Regions from separate parts of the Mus musculus genome. Here region 2 is linked to region 1. A link is a contact called in public HiChIP or PLAC-seq data. All regions are on one chromosome and are shown on one strand. Each heading gives the region's core, a stretch centred on a gene start, on an enhancer-like site or on the middle of the called end of the contact. The rest is flanking DNA. Distances are from core to core; before and after follow the strand shown.

What was found. HiChIP or PLAC-seq counts read pairs in DNA pulled down with a chosen protein or histone mark.
Region 2: a contact with region 1 is called in an H3K4me3 HiChIP or PLAC-seq map of bone marrow-derived macrophages, with 6 times the contacts expected there. The contact joins two enhancer-like sites. A contact is called at or near these places in 2 of 484 Hi-C or Micro-C datasets (the HL-1 cell line and epidermal suprabasal cells) and 4 of 115 datasets of contacts at active chromatin or transcription factors (bone marrow-derived macrophages, embryonic basal ganglia, embryonic forebrain and 1 more).

Annotation. Positions count from the first base shown.
Region 1 is chr9:47,742,079-47,745,862 of GRCm38.p6, reverse strand. All of the region lies in intron 1 of Cadm1 (cell adhesion molecule 1), which reads right to left. Among named protein-coding and RNA genes, the nearest start is that of Gm10677, 74 kb to the left of the region's middle. Within about 2 kb of position 1,587, at least 21 of the 459 cell types and tissues checked have an H3K27ac peak or open chromatin away from gene starts, as enhancers often do. A contact at or near this core is called in bone marrow-derived macrophages, where this site is marked.
Region 2 is chr9:48,265,728-48,269,511 of GRCm38.p6, reverse strand. It overlaps Gm51672 (a long non-coding RNA gene), which reads left to right. Exons shown (of 4, transcript XR_003948154.1): 4 at 681-3,784. It also overlaps a transcript of Nxpe4 not described here. Among named protein-coding and RNA genes, the nearest start is that of Gm51672, 16 kb to the left of the region's middle. Within about 2 kb of position 2,186, at least 146 of the 459 cell types and tissues checked have an H3K27ac peak or open chromatin away from gene starts, as enhancers often do. A contact at or near this core is called in bone marrow-derived macrophages, where this site is marked.

The DNA.
Region 1 (3,784 bases), core at 338-2,837:
CAACTGTGTCAGGGCCAAGAGTTGACTCATTATTAACAATAGGAAGCGATGTGAGTCATTTAATACCACTAACTGACAATGCTGCCAGTTAAGGAGAAGTCGTTTCTACACAAAAGTAATTTCTACGCAGCAAAAGAGGGGACAATTGTCTGACCAACTGGCTGAATACTGCTCCTTCTCTCCATCTTTCAACAGATGTTAATGTCAATCTCCCTCCTCCCGCTTCCCAATTACTTAAAGGTTAGAGTCAGTCAAACAAGGCTTGTTTAAACATAAAGGAAAACAGAGTAAAAAATAAGAAAGAAAGAAAGAAAAAAAAAAAAAGAACCAACACAACAATAAAACACAGTCACAAAAGTTTAGGTTTTTGTTACTAAGTGCACTCCAAATGTTCCATTTCTCATTTTCTTCTGTCACTTCTGCCCCTGTACCTCATAAATACAGCCATGGTGATGAATTAAAAAAAAAAAAAAAAAAAAAAAAAGAATTTTTTTTCTAACTCTCAAAAAGCATGGTTAACGTTGTACATGAAAGTTGACGGTCTATACTACTTTGTGCCTCAGTACTGTTCTGATTTATATTTAAAGGCGTTTAATCAATAACTAATGTTCTCCTATTTTTAATATGTCTAAGTGGTTAGCCCTGGATTTTTTAAGTTCATTTCTATTAAATGGAATGACCAAAGTCCTTGCTTCCTAGTTCAATGGACTCTGTCCAAGAACGCCAAGAAAGACAAAGAACCCAAGCAATTGGGTGGCTCAGTCCAATGAAGCATTCACCCTCGGCCCCTGACAGCTCAATCTCAATGCTTCCTGACAGTATGAAGGATTGCTAATTTCTTGTGCTCTCACTGGTGGTTCTTAAATGCTCACCAATGAACCAAATGTTGATCAGTCAATGCCAAGGCATCAGAAACCAAACTGGCAACCCCCTGATTTATGCAGTCCAGAGGCTCAGGAGAGGATCATCTTACCTTGCGGGTTTACCATCAGATCAAACACCATAGAACTCACTGTAATTAACAGCAAAGACTATTGTGAATGCAATTTATAATGTTAAAGGTGAGAAAGCAGCTTCATTCATATATCGTAACACGTGTTGTACCACCTGACTCTTAGGGACTGTCTGATACACGTGGGATGCTTAGTTGCTATGTCCTCATGGATAGCCCAACAAGGTGGCAGTATTCCTAGCTTCTTTTTACAGGGGAGGAAACTGAAGCAATGAGTTTCCCAGCTGGCTTAATGTCACCTAGAGGGTGAGGGGTGACATATGAGGTCACTGGTAGGGAGCTACAAGCATAGCATTGGTGATGGCAGGTGGGTAGAATACATAACTTTGGATGGACATATGAGGAAGAGCTTCACTCACTAAGTGACTTGCATGTTTCCACATATTTTATCTGGAACGGAAGGATCAAAAATATGAAATGGGGTTAATAGTCTCACCTTTTAACTGACAAATGAGCAAAGAAAAATAAAATACAAGAGCAAAAATTTATACAAGAGCACAGCATGTAGGTTGTTGGGGAAGTGCCCTCAGGACTCAGCAGTTAGAGAAGCCCCTCCCTCTGGGCCTCTGCAAGTCTCTAGTCACCAGCACTCTGCAGTGCTGAGTCCCTGTTACTCATCAGAGCTGCCCAGAACTCAGTACCAGCCTTGACACCCAACATCTGCTCCGATGTAGTGACTGCATAGGTGCTGGTTCATGTCTCATGGCCTCTGTATCTTTCATTTATATGGTTATTATAGAAAACATTCTAGTAAGGAGAAAAGAGGCAATTTACAAGAGAGCAGCACATGTGATCTCTAACGTCACAGATTCGGGTCAAGAGCATCAGGAAAAACCAAAACCAAAAGCAGAACAACAACCAAAACCCATGATCCACCCCACAGCTCCACTAGCTGTCCCCATGCCTCCACTAGCTGTCCCCATGGCTCCACTAGCTGTCCCCACATCTCCAGCTGGCCTTCTGACATTTGAGATATGTATAAAAAGCTTTTCTTTGTGAGTAAACTTAAAATCTGTTACTAGACTACTGAAAAGTTTATTTTGCAACTAGACAAGTTTGCTCATTCGATATACTATATAGTCACCAAGAGCTAACACAGGGTTATATTATAACCCTTTCCTGCAGACCAACACCTCCACAGCCAAGTAACAAACCAAATCCTACTTTCCTTAGGTCACTAAACACCTATAGCCATTTTGCCAAGGTCAGGAGTGTTCAGCTTATATGCAATACTCAACATTATATGCATTTTAAAAGTAATTTAAACACAGTGACCCGACTACTAAGAGAATCTTGAAGCAAGACTCTTATTATTAAAGATGGCAGTCTGGACTTTGGTCCTATGTCCATGTACCTGCAAATGTCGATTCAAAGCCAGTGGTGGCCATGTGGAATTCCTGGTTGAGACAAAAGCTAAGTGGGATAAAACATGCATTCTGGTGGAATCCAACTCATTATGCTCTGATGGTGCCAGTCTTAATAAAACTACCTTTTCCCAACTAAGCAACAATTTTGCCCATCAGCTCTGTTGGAGCCTCAGCCTCCTAGACAGAGAGGGAAGGAAAGTAAGGGTGTCAGGGAGGTTGCTGTCCCTCCTGTCACATCACCACTCATTAAAGAGCCTTGGAAGGAAGGAGGGAGAGTCCATTTAAGGATCAACAGAACCTTTCAGAGAAAGTATATCCCCCTAATTGAAAAGCCACTCCAAGCTGTTATTTTTAGACCCCAAAATGCTGAATCATTCTTCAAACAATTTTCACAAGATCAATAAAAGAGAAGTAGTTCTCTCCCAGACCCCTTCTCCTAATCGTTGCCTCTCTGAAATATTGTCTTGCCTTTTGGCTCTTAGTTAGACTGAAGACCAAAATGCCAAAGAGAGGCAGTGACAGTGTGCTGGCTAAGTTAACGAATGGCACTCCACAAAGGGAGGAGCTGGAATCTTGAAACAAGGCTTTTCTTCTTGGGATTTTATGTTGATCTTCCAGCTCAGAAAACAAGGAGGCAGGAGGCTGGAGATACTGGATCTACAGGGATGATCCCATTACTAGTTCTTCCTATTCTAATGAAAGTTACGACAGACAGAAGGAAGAGAGGAAGGAAAGGGGGAAGAAGAAAGGACAGAAGAAAGGATGAGAGGGAAAGAAGAAAAGCAAGCTCACGTGGGACTGGCTTATTTATACTTGATCATAGGTAAATGGCCGAGAAGTGATGGAAGGGACCTAGTTTAAATTTAGAAAAACAAATAACAAAGGGGCAAAGTTCAGAAAACCAGGACAGTCCTATGAGACTGCCATGACATTGGTCCCAGAGACAGAGTATGCTGTATCCAACCAGGGAGAAATGGCAAACCCAGTGCAGTGTAGACATCTCGGGCATCCAGTGGGCAGCAAACCAGCGGCTGGAAGAATGGTAAGGTGGCTCTGTAAAGGTGAGGGTGCTCTCTAAGGTTAGGCCACAGAGAATGACACAATGCTCTAAGATCCAAATCCCAATTATCTTTTCAAGAGGAACAGTGAACTACATCACTAGAATGGCAAATCTAATCATTCCTCTGCATAGAGACAGAACAGACCCAATCCTTACCAATGACCTGAGACCTACCACACTGGGTATTCTTCAAGGTCATGGATATAAGACCATAAACAAGTCCAAGTTCTGGTTCAGAGAGCTTGCATTCCAGAAATGGGAATCAACCGCAACTGTGACAACACAGACCATGGTAGCTTTGAAAAGCACTGCAGGTAGAGTGGAGATGGGGGGGAGTGTGAGCAG
Region 2 (3,784 bases), core at 937-3,436, 520 kb before region 1:
AAGGGCCCACTTCCCAAGATTGCCAGAATGGCAGTTGAGTCTCTCCAGGAGCTTTGGAGAGGATGAGCCATATTCAAACCATACCAAGAGGTAAATGCAGTGACCCTTTTGGAAGTGAGGTGGGATCATTTGGCTCAGCTTCCTACTTGAAAAAAATAAAAAATAAAAAGAGCCCCAGCCTCAGATTTCATCCAAATGTCCTTCTGTTTCTCCTTTAACAATAGGATTGGGAGACCAATGGGATCTGAGCAAAATTTAGAAGAGAAAAACTCCGTTCAGAGTCTTTCTTTGGATAGTTCATTCTAAAGCCATGGTGGCAGCGGAGGCGGTGGTGGCGTGTGTGTGTGTGTGTGTGTGTGTGTGTGTGTGTGTGCCTGTGTGTGTGCGTGTGTGTCCTAAATAATTACTAAGTAATGCTAATTACTAAATAATTAAATAACTTAGTAAAACATAAATGCACACAGTGATTTATATGTGTTGTTTATATATTTGTGTATAAGCAATTTAAGAATACACTAGACTACATTTTCTATTTTTCTATACATTTTAGTTCTTTTTCAATCCTCGAATTTTACGAACATACATGTTTTTCTAAGAATCACTGCTTTTGGGAGTCCTGGAATCTACGCTTTAAGAGCATTTTATCTACTTACTAATAGCACCTTTGGTTTTCTTCACAGGACTTTTTAAGACACATGGAGAAGGAAAACTCAGGTGTGCCGTCTACAGATCTTCTGAGCCCTGGGTACTATGGAGGCAATGACTCTGGGTCCCTCAGCCTCGTGGCTACACACTCCTGTGTTGAAACATGAACACCTATTTGACAGTATCTGGAGATGATTGTGTCTTGAGTGGAAACCCCTTGTGAGTGGGATTAGTACCCTCGTGAAAGAATGGGATTGTACCACAGAGCCAGGAAGCTTGCTGGTCTCCCTGCCCTGTGAGAACACAGAGAGAAAGCACTGACTATAAGGAGCCAGACAATGAATGTGGTAGCATCTATGATCTCAGACTTCTCAGGCTCCAGAACTGTGAGAAGTAAACTTCTTATTGTGTGTAAGCTTCCCAGCCTCTGGTGCTTTGTTACAGCAGCCCTAACAGGTTAAAAAAAAAAAAAAACCCAAAAACCTAAAACAAAAAGACCACTAAGATAAGAAGTGGCAGGCACTCTCAGGACTATTTCATACATTTGTGGTAAAAACAGGAAACAAAGAGATTCAGAAGTCCCTTAAGCATTCAAGCCAAGACAGAGAGAATATGGATGACTAGAGAAGAGTCCAGTCTGCCAACATCCAGCACCAACAGAAGGCTCACTTGGCACCAGCATCCTTTTCATTTTCATTTTTCCTGTCCCTCATATGAAATTCCTTCCTCCTGCTCTCTCTCCTCCTGTGAACAGAGAGAGCTTTATAACAATCAAGACCATTTCCAGGCCAAGACAACCAATTAAAAGTAACACTTCTCTAAAACTGCAAACAGTCCCCTCTCCAACGCAAACTTTTTAATCAAGGAGGCTGCCTTCCACATCCTTTCCTAATAGAGCTTGGCCTCCATCCACCAACATTAATCACTCCAAGATGGCCCGAGAACCTATGTAATGTCACCGCCTAATTCTTTTATTAAAGGTCGTTGGTCTTTGACTGAGAAGATGTGTTTTGTCTCCCATCCCCAGCCATCTGCCCCACAGTCTGAGTCTAAAGACGTCTATTCTCTCATCAAGGACAGTTGGAGACCTCTGCTGAGCCCCTTGTCTTTGAAACCTCTCTAAAGTCCCAAGACGCTTTGAAATGCAGCACATTTTGGCCAAGGCGCTTGAATGTAGCAGAAGTCTCCAAAAGACACATTCAGCTCTGGAACCTGACTTTTCCACTTTCTTTGGTAGGGGTTGGAATATGAAAACACCGCACTTTGCAAACTAGCATTTTTGGGGAAGGTATTCAATTTGCGATTGTCCCCGGGAAAGCACTATCCTGAGCTATAGCCAGGATATACAGCCAGGAACTGTTTTCTCACTGGCCAAACTTTGGAGACTGGTAAGTACAAAGGACTTTGCCGCTAAGGATCGTAAACAACGGAGTTGATGAAAGTTTGTTGAGCAATAATGTCTGACCCAGGAACACGGTGCAATACAGTTTGGAGCTACCAGGCATGTCCGGGGACGCTGGAGGGAGAAGAACGGTTCAGAGAGCAGTGGCTCCTGAGGACCGCCCAGTGGATGTTCTAATGGGTGGAGAGGAGCTTTCCACGTGACGTCCCTGAGCTGCTCATGGAATGGGACTGTGGTGGGAAGCCTCAGGCTGGACCAGTGTGCTCGGCAGAGCTTGCCAGTCAAGTGTACAAGGGACGCGTGTGCACGTGTGTGAGCGCGCCTGGGCAGGTTAGCGTGGTGTGTGGTTCGTAACAGATTCTTTGGAGCTTCTCTCTGTGCACATATCCCATGCAGTCTGCAAAGCAATGAGGCTTATTTAACATTCACTGTGGGACAAATAAGAGAAAATTAAAAGAGCAATTTTAGGAGGGAATAATTGTTTTCCATACACTATAATTACAACTGCCTGTAAATGCCGCTATCATAAACGAATCTGCCGTTTAGAGTTCTCTTAAATTCTTTCCGTAATGAACACGCTCTGAAGGCGGGAGACCTCGGCGGCGCTCCAGTTGGGGATGCTGGGCCTGCACTGACCCCTGGCGTCTGCCTTGGGCAGAGATCTCCCACCGCAGGCACAAAGCCTGGTACCCAGCTGGGCGAACTCCCTTGTCCTTTTCTGTCCTTGGCTTTACAAACATCCCGGAGACCCTTGGGACAGGAGTAAATCTTAGAATCTCTGACTTCCAAGGTCTCCTGAGGCGATTTTTATAATATTTGCGTCGACATTGTTTCTCCTCTCTGGCTCTCTTCCTCAGCAAACAGCACCTTTCAATTGCCACTCAAAAACCTAAAGGTCATTTCTGATCATCCCTTCTTTCCTACCATAGGGGTGAGCAAGCCAGGACCCCTCAGACACCGAGACTTGGTGACGGTGTGCCTCCGATGGATCTCTCCATCCATCCCGGAGAGACACCAGCCACCACCACCCTCCCTGGATAGTACACATCAGCCTCTGAGTGACTTTCTTGCTTGAGACTTAGTGTCTCCAGGGATCTTCCACTTTTTAACTTACGAAATTTATTCCTCAAGTAACCTTTGATGAACCAGAAAGACTGCTGTTAATTACTTTTAATAAGTCATGGTGTGAACTTGGCACAATCACTTGGGCAATCTTCCTCTTTGTTAGGGTTGGGGCAAGAACAGGGCTTTTCTATCTTTTCTTTTTAAGGCTTTCCATTATCAATTCCCTTAGTGCCCCGCCCTTTCCCTTTGTTTCCAGAGAAATCTCTTAGACCAAATAAACTCGATGATTAAAATAAAATTATTTCCTGCTTTTCATGAAAGACAGAGCTGACTGATAATTGGGGCATCTGGTCAGGAGAAGATAACCAACATTATCATAAAGAATGAACATAATCCCAGCCAAAGGCAGAGCAACAGTCCGATAGTTTATCTAGCCAGTGCAGTCTTATCAAGACAAAATCTAGCATCTCTGTTAGCTTTTCAAAAAATTGAGAAAAGCACATAGCTTCAGATTTCGGCTATCCTAGATCCTCTGTGATAGTCTGAAGGAAGTGACTCTTGGGGTTTAAACTGCTCTGGGATTCTAAGTGTCAGCCGCACTCACACGCTGCAGTATTCTTGGCATTCTCTCGGTGAGCATAGCCCTTCTTCCTTAATTGCACCTGGTCCATA